Regions from separate parts of the Mus musculus genome. Here region 1 is linked to region 2. A link is a contact called in public capture Hi-C data. All regions are on one chromosome and are shown on one strand. The core of a region is the stretch at or near the end of the contact, and the rest is flanking DNA. Distances in the headings are between cores, read along the strand shown. Region 1 holds the start of Dmrtb1 (DMRT-like family B with proline-rich C-terminal, 1). Region 2 holds the start of Yipf1 (Yip1 domain family, member 1).

The links. Capture Hi-C pulls out chosen DNA fragments and counts their contacts.
Region 1: a contact with region 2 is called in a capture Hi-C map of embryonic stem cells, with 3 times the contacts expected there. The contact joins the promoter of Dmrtb1 here to the promoter of Yipf1 in region 2. A contact is called at or near these places in 6 of 39 promoter capture datasets (cranial neural crest, embryonic stem cells, frontonasal cranial neural crest and 3 more), 4 of 115 datasets of contacts at active chromatin or transcription factors (astrocytes, embryonic stem cells and stem cell-derived neural progenitor cells) and 1 of 9 other capture datasets (embryonic stem cells).

The regions. Positions count from the first base shown.
Region 1 is chr4:107,682,085-107,687,915 of GRCm38.p6, reverse strand. It overlaps Dmrtb1 (DMRT-like family B with proline-rich C-terminal, 1), which reads left to right and starts at 3,686. Exons shown (of 4, transcript NM_019872.2): 1 at 3,686-4,336. The coding sequence starts at 3,754.
Region 2 is chr4:107,310,196-107,316,703 of GRCm38.p6, reverse strand. It overlaps Yipf1 (Yip1 domain family, member 1), which reads right to left and starts at 2,341. Exons shown (of 10, transcript NM_145550.3): 1 at 2,242-2,341; 2 at 862-941. The coding sequence starts at 892.

The DNA of each region.
Region 1 (5,831 bases), core at 2,437-4,936, 370 kb before region 2:
GAAACTGATTTTTTAGGTATAGTTTTAAATAACAAGGTCAGTGAAAAATTTAGACAGTTTGAATTGGTGAGTACTGGAGAAAGATCGTCTACCCTCCATCTAAGGGGCCTGTTTTTAAAATGTGAGGTATACATAGGTGTTAGAGCAGGGCAGAGACAAAGCTAGACTATTGTTCTCTGTTTGTTTGCTTGTTCTGTTGTTGATGATTTTGTTTTGAGTTTTTGTTTTGTTTTGTTTTTGAGACAGGGTTTCTCTGTGCAGCCCTGGCTGTCCTGGAACTCTGTAGACCAGGCCTGCCTTGAATTCAGAGGTCCGTATGTTGGGATTAAAGTCACTTCCTATCTAAAACTTAGACTCTTTGAATGGTGCCAGTTTCCTGTAAAATTCCTGAAATGACAACCCAGTGAATACGCTCTTGCCCACTTTCAGAAATGAGGAAAACTTTTTTAAACAAGCAAAGTTTTATGAACCTTCCCCCACCCCCACCCCCCCCCACCCCCCCCACCCCCGCCCCTCGCAACTTTCAAGAGTCTAATGAGCCCAGAATGGTAACAACTTCTTAGCCCCAGGTGGGGGGAGGGGGTGCGGCGCACGGGGAACCGAGAGGGGGAGGGAACACTACGACAGGAACACGGACACCAGAGAGTTGCAATCAAAGACTCAAAGGAGAAAATCAAGGCCGACTCTGCACCCTGGCATCACCAGAAAGATTTCACAGCAGGGCAGTGAAAAGCTCACAGAAGTGAGCTAGCTAGTAAGCAGAAATACCTCCTTAAACAGAACGAGCCGCAGGATGGTGGCTCACACCTTTAGACCCAGTTGGGGGGGGGGGGGGCTGAGGCAGGGGGATCTCTGTGAGTTTGAAGGTAGCCAGAGCAAGCTACACAGGGAAACCCTGTCTCGAAAAACAAAAACAAAACAAAAATAGAGCAGATCGTGCCCTAAGCTTAGGTATTATTGTGTCCCTACCCACTTCAGATGACACCCCTCAAGAGTGCCACAAACTTTTATAAAAATAAATTTATGAATAACTTAATATCTGTCATTAATGTTTGTAGCTGGATCTGGCTGTAACTGAACCTCATGGGAAGCTTAAGTCAGGTGATCTGGGGTTCGGGGTCCACAGCAGGGCTTCTGAGGGGGCTCCAGGGCAGCCTGAGTAACTTCACTTAGATTCTACACAAAGAAAAAAGGAGGGAGGGAGGCAGGGAGGCAGGGAAGGAAAGAAGGGAAAATAAAAGGTGGGATTTTTAGTTGGATAACTTGCCTAACATGCTCAAGGCCCGGGTTCCATGCCCAGCACAAACAAAGCCACTAGGAAGCCTGTGCCATGTGCTAGCCTTTCTAAGATTTTGGTTGCTTCACAGAAATAACTAAATTCACGAGAATTAAAACAGCCCAGACTCTCCAGTCAGGAGGCTCAGGCGACTCAGTGCCAGGTCTTCCCCAACCCCGAGTCAGGGATGAAAGATTCGCTGGCTCAGCCACGGCTTCCACGTGAGCTAGAATCACTCTTTTCTGAGGCTCGCCGAGTTTCTACACCAGTGAGCCACTAAGACCAGTGAGTCTCTAGGCTAGCTCTTCTCAAAGTACGGACCAATCTTTGAAGTGGTGGTCGTAAAAGACCGTGATCTTGCCGCTGCGGGCTTTGTACCTTCCAGAAAATGGGTGATGCCAAGGGCGCCGTAATGGCGGGAACTGGAAGTGTACAGACCGGCAGTCGAAGTTGCCAGCCAGCGCCAGCCAAGTTGTCTGACCCCAGGGCCGAAGGCGGTCTGCTGGAAACCCGGGCTTTACCCCCCCCCCCCCCCCATAGAGTCACTGCAGTGCATTCTCCAGAGGGAAGTGGGCAGATGGTGTCCGAGTCCCACAGCGATTTCTGCTGAGGTTCAAAACTACAGCAGCCCGAGTCAGGATGGCCACCGCGGGGACTCAGCTGGGACAGATCCTACAGTTAATGCAGTGGGGTAAGACTTCTTTCTGGCTTTAGGGAGCTCCAGGGAATCTGCACGGTGTAGGGATATAGTTCCACTTTTGTAGTCTTTTAGTTCTGATCTTAGTCATAGTCGCGCTGAACATAGTCGCGCTGCTTCTGACCCTCTGAGATGGCCTGCTTACTATTTAAAGCACTGCCTGTCTTTACCTTTTGAAAACCTTTTGAAAGACACCATAGATATTTCTTTTGAAAAGGAAAAAAAAAGAACCACAGCCTGGCGTAGTGGTGCATGCCCTTAACCCAGCACTCAGGAGGCAGATAGCGTGTGTGTGTGTGTGTGTGTGTGTGTGTGTGCGCGCGCGCGTGTGTATGTGTGTGTATACACACATATATGTATATATATTTAAATGACAGGTTGTATGTAGGCTATTAGATTTTTTTTCATGGAGATTGTGCTTGCTTGTGTGTGTGTGTGTGTGTGCATGTATGTGATTTTTTTTTCTTTTGGGTGGAATTACTCTCCAAAGCTGGGAGCTCCCCTTCTCTCAGAGTGAACCGACTGGAACACATGCTTTGTCACAAAACAAGCAAATTGTGGCTCCTTGTGATATTGGTAGATTCTGGGAATAAAGGCCATCCTGGAGGGGCAAGCCCCCCTAAGTTAGGTCTGAACACACCGTGCTGTGTGCCCTATACTGGGTGAGCAGATGTCTGAGGAAGGCTCTTGCAAATGTTTACTTATATGGCCCCTCTCCTGAGAGAAGTATGCATGCTTCATCAATGTATTTCCAGTGGCTAGGGAATTTTTTTTTAAGTAGTTGTGTTTGGCTTCATAAAGACAATTAAAAGACCATATGAAACAAGAAACACACACACACACACAAACACACACACACACAAACAAACCCAAAAGCCAGTAATTCAAATTAGTTCCGAACTATCATGTTTTGCTTTAGAACATTATTTTTGTTTTTGCTTTTTGTTTTTTGTTTTTCGAGACAGGGTTTCTCTGTGTAGCCCTGGCTGTCCTGGAACTCACTCTGTAGACCAGGCTGGCCTCGAACTCAGAAATCCGCCTGCCACTGCCTCCCAAGTGCTGGGATTAAAGGCATGCGCCACCAACGCCCGGCACTTTAGAACATTATTAAGCATGCATTTTTCAGACCCTAGTGCTTACACAAACAGGACTCAAAAACTCATGGTTTCTGCAATGCCTGTAAGTAACCAACACTGCACTAAGCGCTGAAGAATATTCTGGAAGCAGAACTGCTCTTTTTCTCTACAGAGGAGCGAGATGAAGCAGAAGCAGCTGCTTCGGGGAGGAAAAACACAGTGTTCTCTGGAACTTTCCAATAGTACGGGTTTACTAACAGCTCTGTTCATTGGGAGTTTTAAAACCCTCGACCGTTGAGTAGAAGTCCGCCTTTTTTCAAAAAAAAAAAAAAAAAAAAAAATCTATTTTCCAGTTACAATTTGGCGGGAACAGGAAGTTTGAAAATTCAAGTGCCGAAAACTTCAAATAACTCGTATGACATACATGTAATAAGTATTTCATTTTTAATTTACACCGTACACCATTGCCCAACACACAGAAACACGGTAAATTTAGCACACACACACACACAGAAAGTGGAAAAAATGCAAGAGTCCTATTGCAGTTCTCCGGACATTCAGCGAGCTGTTTTGTTACAAGTGTATCCAATGTCCCCAGCACCAGGGACTTATGGGGGCACCGCTCATTCCTGCTTCACTTGCTCTGCAGCTTCGGGAAGTGGTGGCTGCGTTTGGAAGCAGAGCTTGCCCAGCTAGACGACAAGATGCTTCGCGCCCCCAAGTGCTCTAGGTGCCGGAACCATGGCTATCTGGTACCAGTCAAGGGCCATACGGGCAAATGCCGCTGGAAGCAGTGCATCTGTGACAAGTGCTACCTGATCACCGAGCGCCAGAAGATCATGGCTGCCCAGAAGGTTCTCAGAACCCAAGCTGCCGAGGAGCAGGTGGCGACCGTGGGCACGCAGGGTCCCCAGCTGCCTCCTAGGGCTCCAGCAGCGGCGGCCACCGCCTTGAGCTCCAGCATTTGCCCACTGCCTAGGGCGGTTCCGGGAGGCGTTGGGCCAGGCCCCACGGCCACTTGCTTCCTCGAGAGGCCCCCGCAGGCCCCGAGCCCAGGCCCGAGCACCTTCCAGCTGGGCCCAAGTGGCCGCCCGGGCCCCAGCACCTTCCAGCCTGGACCAGGGGCCCCCGGGGGACTGCGCGACCGTTCCTCCGCGTGGCTGCCCCAGCTCATGCCACAGGCGCCCAGGCCGGAGCTTTGCTACCCGGATCAGCACCTGCCAGTGCGGCCCGTGCCAGTGCCAGGGCCAGTGCGGCCCGTGCCCCGACTGCCGTTCGCCGACTACGGTAAGCCCAGCCTCGTGCAGCCGACGGTTCCTCCGGCCTGTACCAGGCCAGCAGCCTCCGGCTCTAAGCTGGAGTCCCAGACTGGTGCCGGGGTGGGAAAGGCGCCTTCCCCAGGTAACCCCGCTTGAGAACCTGTTCCCAGACAAGGATTTGGGTGGGTGGCTTCTGATGATAGCAATGGGAAAAAGCTGGTAGGGAAGAATGTGCAGTGCAGGGGGGCTTTGTTGAGATGCAGTTTTCTGCCTCTGTACTTTTGCAAGAGGAAAAAAAAGATGGCAGCTGGGCAGCTTTGGCAGTGGCGCCTTTCCGTGGCCCCTCTAGCGCGTTTGCACGGCATCCCTTCCCCCCTCCCAGGTCTAGATCTCTTGTGCCTGCGTGGCAACCCCTCCCCCTCCCCGCCTGCCATTTTTCTCCTGCTGGAGAGTCTTTTTCTGAGTGGCTGTTCACCTTAAACTGCGCCTGCGCACCCTCCTTTCACTGAGCCGAGGCTAATTTATCCTAACTGCAGTGTCTAGCCTAACGCACCTGTACTCACACTCACTTGTTCCATTTCACCTGATGTGGTGGGGAATAAAACTTTCTGCTAGTTGGCCAGGGGGATGGGCTGGTTCACTAAGATTTTTTTTCCCCCTCGCTTTGTGCATTAATTACATTGTTTCTTTATGCTGTAGGTTGCTTTCCTGGTTGAAGTAGATTTCTTGAGTTTTTTTAAAATTATATTTATATCTTATAATTTATTTATTATAATGCATTGGTGTTTTGCCGGCATGCATGTCTGTGTGAGGGTGTCTTATCCTCTGGAACTAGAATTACAGGCAGGTGTGAGCTGCCACATGGGTGCTAGGAATTGAGCCTGGGACCTCTGGAAGAGCAGCCGGTGCTCTTAACCTCTTAACCGCTGAGCCACCTCTCTAGCCCCTGAAGTATGTTTTCAAGTAATGTAAAATTTGAGGCTCTTGGAATGCGGCTCTTTGGGATGAAGACTTGGGTTTTTGGGGGGGGTAGAGGGGGTTACTTTCCTTAGGGCTATGTAGAAAGAGTCTGAGTCGAGGGGATGCCCATGTGTAGCCTTGGACAAGTTCCTTCCTTGAAGAGCAGACTTTCAGAAATTAATGCTAACCATTCTTTTCTCTTTTTTTTCTTTCTTTTCTTTTTCTTTTTCTTTTTCTTTTTCTTTCTTTCTTTCTTTCTTTTTTTTTTTTTTTTTTTGGACAGGTCTCTGTATAGCCCTGGCTGTCCTGGAACTCACTTTGTAGACCAGGCTGACCTCGAACTCAGAAATCCACCTGCCTCTGCCTCCCAAGTGCTGGGATTAAAGGCATGCGCCACCACACTCCGCTCCAATGCTAATCATTCTTAATGTTTCTGAGATTTTGTAAGAAATCTTTCTCCCCAAGGAACTATCTGTCTGATGAGGAAGGCAGACTTAAATAAACCAGCAGTCCTATGAGGGCATATGTGTGTTCATCTCTCAACAAACAGGAACTTTAAAATG
Region 2 (6,508 bases), core at 1,092-3,591:
CAGCAGAGGCAGTGGGCCCTGGTTATCCAGGCCTTCACTCCCAGTGAGTTGCGAAGCAAGTGACATCGGAAGGTGGGGTGTTAATTTAGGTGACAGTGGCGGAAGATGACCTTGTACCTTATGGGACGGTGGGAGGAGGTGAGGAACAGGCTTATGTGTATGTGTGGGGGTGGGGGAGTATATGGCCACCTATGTGCAGAGCCCGTGGAGACCAGAGCAGCATCAGATCTCCTGAACTGGATTTATAGGCAGTTGGGAGCCACCTGAAGGGAATGGGAACTGGGAGTCTCGGCTAGAGAGCTTCCCCAGCACAAATGCTGTTATGGGTGGTCTGAAACAAGATGGAGAATTGTGGTGTGACAGTATTTGCACAAGAAGTTACTTCTACTTTAATATCAAATCTCCATCAGACAGTGGGGAGTCTGTGACGTCACACTGCCCGGATTCCAGTCCTGGCTGACTGGTTTAGTAACTGTGTGACTCTTAGGCAGATAGCTTGATTTCCTTAGTGCCTCGGTTTCCTTACTGAAAAGACAAGCAGAATGATTACTTTAAAAAGCCCGATATGAGAAGGATTACATGAGTCGTCCCCTGTAAAGTGTTTACAACGGTGCCTGCACAGCGAGTGCTCAGAAAAGATGAGGCAACTGCTAACTCCTAGTTTTTGCTGCCTGCTGCCCATCAGAAGAGTTCCGTGAGAAAAATAAGCAAACTAGAAAAACCTGGGCGTGCCCAACAGCCTCTTACCAAGATGATTGAAATAAAATCCTTTACAGTATGGCATGTGGCAGTAATAAAATTTGTAGCTGTGGCAGAGGAAAATGTGATCACAAGATAAAGGGGGAGGCCCGCCTGCCGTACCTTCAAACTGTAAGTCATCCACAGCTGCCATTCAGCCAGAGGCTCTTCTCCCAAGGGTAAGGTAGAAAACGTTCCGGGGTCTAAAACAAAGAAATATGTAAGCTTAGGAAAATGGAACACTCTGCAAAAAGAATTCATAGTAAAAGAATTTTGAGAGCCAGCTGTAGTGGTAGTGCATGCCTTTAACCTCAACACTGTGGAGGCACATCTCTGTGAGTTTAAGGGTGGCCTGCCCCACATAGTGGGTCAGAAACTAAAAATGATTACTACCATCTCTTTATCTTCTGTGGCTATGGGATTCAGTTCTTTCCTTCTACCTTAGGGACCCAGAATGGGACTAGGACCATGCTTGGGGACAGCCACCTTTACCTGCTGAGCAATCCCTCCCCCCCACACACACACTTGCCTACTCTTTCAACGGGGACTGATAGTTTATATAACTATCACAGGTCATACAACTTGATATTTATATTAATATAGCTCAGGAAGAGAGTTGGTATAGAGCTGAGCAGCCTCTCGGAGTTAAAGAAGAGGAGTGAGCTGGAGAATAAGGGAACTGCACCTGGGAATAGAGTATGTGACGGGTGAGAACTGAACACAGGAGAGTCGAGAAGCACTCAGGACTCTGTGAGTGGATGTCCAGCCCAGCCTGTGATCAGGACATCTGTGAGCGGAATCCACCCAGTGCAGGGAAGAACCATCCAGAGCGACACTGGACAGCCTACAGAGGAACCGAAAGCTGGTGTGGTAGCTCATTTGAATGTTTGCCTAGCAAGTACAAAGTCCTGGGTTCAATACTCAGGACCTACAAAATCTGGTGCATGCCGGCGATCCCAGCACCTAGGAGACGGAGGCAGGAGACTGAGTAAGTTTAAGGTTATCCTAGACTATCTGGTGAGCTCGGAGACCATGAGTTAGAAGAGTGTCCTATCAACAAAAAGAGACTGGCTGCGGGGGACACTCGCTGCCGCGTGAATGTTTAGGGGCCAGATGCAGCCTGGAGATGGAAGAAAATGGAAGGGGAGCCTAGGGTTTGGGAGAGGTGGTGGGGAAAGCATTCCAGTGCAGCCGGCTTAAGGTCCCAGACAGACCTGGGTTTGAGTCCCGATTCTGTTGTTTCTCTGCTGTGTGTGCGCTCCTTGAGGCTCCCCATCTGTAAAATGGGTTCGTGAAGGTGTCTAAACCATTCTATAAGGTAGTGCGTGTAAGGAGCTTAGCGAAGAGCCAGGCAATTAGTAGCTCTTAACTGTTAGCGACCCTGCAGTCAGGGATCTAGGGATGCACAGACAGGGTTTGGGTGGTGGTGGGGGATGCTTGAGCAACAGAGGACAGGGAGGGTAGGAGATTCCCCAACTGACCCAGAAGCCCTGACGCCCTCACCTCTCAGGAAGAGGTCCAACTGTCCAGGAAAGGTTGGGGCCTGGGATGCTCTGCACTGGTAGCCGGTCAGTCCAATCCCGGAAGCCGGAGATCCGGGGGAGGGTGTTAGATTTCTCCGCCTCCTCCGGGCAGAGCACCGCCTCCTCTCTTAAAGCAAACGCGGTCACCCAGCGAAGACTCGGAAAACGCGGAAGACACCGGAGCGCCAAGTAACTCGGTGCTGAGTCCCGCCCTCTCGGTGGTCTTAAAGAGACAGGCGAAGTGGGGCGAATTCTCAGGAGTTCGGGAGTGTTTTACTCATTGTTTATACGTTTTACTTATGCAAAGAGAAAAATGAAAAAGAAAAAGAAAATAGGTCACCAGTTCCTGGTTTCTCTGGCCATGAAAACTTAACCAGCGAGGAAGGCACCATAGCAGATGGCTTGTGAATCAAAGAAGTTCTTTTGTCACTGTTCACAGAGGGCTGGCCCCTCAGCTGTACCACCTAGGTGTCTGACAGTCACCTCGAAAACAGCAGGACTTAACAACATTGGCATAGTCTGGCAAGCGACCTTGTGGTTTGCTTCCTACCTGGACCTCCAGGCTTGGAAAACTGTCTCCCCCTGCCCATAGGGGATGCTATCGTCTCCTCTGGGACTCCTGTTGCTCTGCTAATCCCCTGGGCTTCACCCTGCTTTGGCAATGCTTGCCTGAATTCTGTTTGCTTATCTTTGCCAGCCTGTGAACACTGAGAACAAAAAGATCCGGAATGGTTCTAGTCTCCGGGTGGCCAGTACCAGCCAAGGCAGTAGCATACAATTACTGTTCACAGTATTCTATCACGGACTGAAAGGGTCCCTAGACAGTTTTTGCTGTCTGGGAGGGAGCAGTGTAAACAGCAGACACTTGATTCACAGCTCATACAAGGAGACCAGTGTCTTTAGCTTCACCTGCAGGGTACTTCCAATTTGACTTCTAACATACTCTGAATATCAGTCATGATTGATAATGTTTTTTTTTCTTTTTAAAAAAAGAGTTGCTTATTTATTTTATGTATGTGAGTATGCCACTGTCTTCAGACACACCCCAGAAGAGGGCATTAGATCCCATTACAGATGGTTGTGAGCCACCATGTGGTTGCTGGGAATTGAACTCTGGATCTCTGGAAGAGCAGTCAGTGCTCCACTGAGCCGTCTCTCCAGATAATGTTTTCCTAACTGGCAAGCTGTCAGGTGTAATAACACACATTAGTTAATATAATTCATATGGAGGGGCTTTGTCTATGCAGGACCTCCAACTCTCAGAACAATGCTGCAAACCCGAGGGGGGCGCCCTTATTATATAAGGGGGTAACTGGGCTCAGAGTGCATGTGGAGCACTGTTGTTGAATGTCCGGAATGAACATCAGCTTATGAACTCAGACGTGCAAGCATGCCCAACACCTCTTCTGTCTCACATTCGCTCATTTGCTGCTAACCTCACCCCCACTGATCTTACTCCAGCTACAGACCCTGAGAAAAGGCCACCCCAAATGCTCGCTATGGGCTCCTCATCTTCTTCATGACCAAAGCAACTTGGCAGGGAAAGAGTTGACGTGGCTTACACGTCCCAGTCCTAGTTCATCACTGAGGGAAGTCAGGGCACAACTGTGGAGGAATGCTGCTTACTGGCTTGCCTTCTCACACCACCCGGTACCACCTGCCCAGGGGTGACACAACCCATAGTGGGCTGGGTCCCACCACATCAATCATCAATCAAGAAAATGCCCCACGGACTTGCCTACGGGCAATCTGATAGGGGCAAATGCTCACTTGAGAGTCTCTCCTGGGGGGGCTTAACCCAATGATGGGGTTCCAGGCACACATAACCATACCTAGCCCTTTATGTGGGTGCTGGAGATTCGCACTCGGGTCCCCATGCTATGACCCACAAGTCATCCCCTCAGCCCCAGTACCCAGCCTTTGGAACCAGTGCACCCGAGTCAGAAAGCAGCGGCAGCCCCATGGCTGGTGATACAATGGGTGGGACATGGGGGGAGGGGCAGGCTGGCAGCATCACAATTCCTAAAGACTCTGAGAAGAGATGCACATCGAAGACAAGGTGCTGAGGCCCTGGAAGAGCAAGAGGCCAATGCTGACAATAGTTAAGAAACAGACTGGGTGCCGGGCGTAGTGGCGCACGCCTTTAATCCCAGCAGAGGCAGGCGCTGCTTGAGACAGGGTCTTGCTCTGTAGACCAGGCTGGCTTTGCATTCATAACGATTCCCCCTGCATCTTCCCCCTAAAGTGCTGGGATTAAACTGTATGATACCGTGCTTAGCCTGCAGACTAGTTTTTCTTAGCTTTATTGGAAGCCCTGAGAAAAAAGGGTCAGAGCAGCCAGCTGCCATCTTAAGGCACATTGTGGACACCATAGTGTCTCTGTAGAAACTTTGAAGGAGACTTGTTATGTTTTGTTTTGTTTTGCTTTGCTTTGTTTTTTTTTTTTTTTCAAAAAAAAAAAAAAAAAGCTGCCTGAAAATCAGTTTATTGCTAGGAGGGCCAAGTGTCAAAGAGTCCCCAAGGCAGTTTCTTAGTCACCTCCATCAAAGTACCAGCACACACAGGAGAAGTGGAAACCTGAGAATTGGATGTAGACATTTGGGTAGAAAAGCCATGCACACACAACTCCCCACTCCCATACTCCCTTGGGTCTCCCTTAGAGGCAGAAGCAATGTTTTTTCTGTTACCCGAGAAAGAAATCTCCCCTTGCTTACAGATGCTATAACAGTGCCAGGTAACTTTCTGTAGCAACAAATACCCAAGCAAACCAATTTAAGAGTGGCAAGGTTTTGTGTAAGTTCATGGTTCCCAGGGTTCAGTGTTGTAGGATATTTGATCACATTGTGAACCCCAAGATTGTGAACTGCAAAAACGTCCTCTTGTTATGGTGTGGCTCAGCCCTAGCACACACCTTTAACCCAAGACCTTTCTGTAAATAGGATTAAATAAAGTCAACCATAGGTCAAGAGGCAGGGCAAGCAACCAGTAGACAGGGAGTGAACCTAGGAAAATGCAGGAAAGAGAAAGGAGAGTCTCTGAGCTGAAGAGCAGTCAGTGCTCTTACCCGTTGAGCCATCTAGCCAGCCCCTCAAGTGAAACTTCTTATCTTCTGGCCTCCAACCCTTGCCTTCTAGACGCTTCTGCTAGGACTTGTGTAGGCTGAGACAAGCTCCTCACATGCACCGTCTGACAGGACTCTGCCTCAGGGCTCTCCCAGAGGGCCCCTCACTGCTTTATATATGTTCAGAATGTGATGGAGTTAACAGCTTAAGGACAAACAAGGTCTCACTATATAGCCCAGGCTAGCCTCAAAGTTGTAATCTTCCAGATTCAGCTTCCAAAGCATTGCAATTGCAGGAGTGTCCGTCAAAGCCTCTCTGGGAGACTCTGACTAAGGGAGATGAGCTCCAGTGGGCAAGTGTCTCTTACGTTCAGACAGAGGGAACGTGACATGTTGTAGTACTCAGATGTCAGCAGATGTGACATTTCTCTAGACTTTGACTTAGCGTTCCCTGCCTTTTCCAGCTAGTCTGTATTATGCTAATTTAACAGAAAATGTCAAACAGAGGCTGGGCATACAGCTCAGTTAGTAAAGTGCTTGCCTAGCATGTAAAAGTCCTAGGCTTAATCCCCAGCACCAGGTGTGGTGAAGCCTGGAATTCCAGCCCCAGGGAGATGAGGCAGGACCACAAGAATGTCAGGGGATACAGGAGACCCTACCTCGGAAGAAATAAGGACATAAGAGACAGTTCAGAGCCCTCTTCCTTCCGTGGCTTATTGCACCCTCATGGAGCCCCACCCTGACGGAGAAGCAGAGGCATAAGGATGAACAAGATCACTGTAGGGGCTGGAGACCCCTGGTGTTTAGAAACAACAGCACACTTAAAAACTTGAAACAAAACACAAATACAAACAAAAAACCCAAATACAAAACAATAATGGCAACAATGCATTTGACCACACACATGTGCATGCGCGCGCGCACACACACACATACTTGGACTGGGGATATCACTAAGTATGTGTGTGTGTGTACCTGTCTGTCTGCCTGTCTGTGCATGCATGCATTCATGTGTTTATGTGCATGTGTGTTTGTGTGTGTTACTTATATCATTACTGTGACAAAGTACCCAACAAAATGTAAATTTAAGGAAGAAAGGTTTTATTCTTCCTCACAGTTCAAGGTCACAGTCCATCAAGGTGAGGAAGGCAGCAGGAACTTGAGGCAGTTGGTCACACTGCAACCA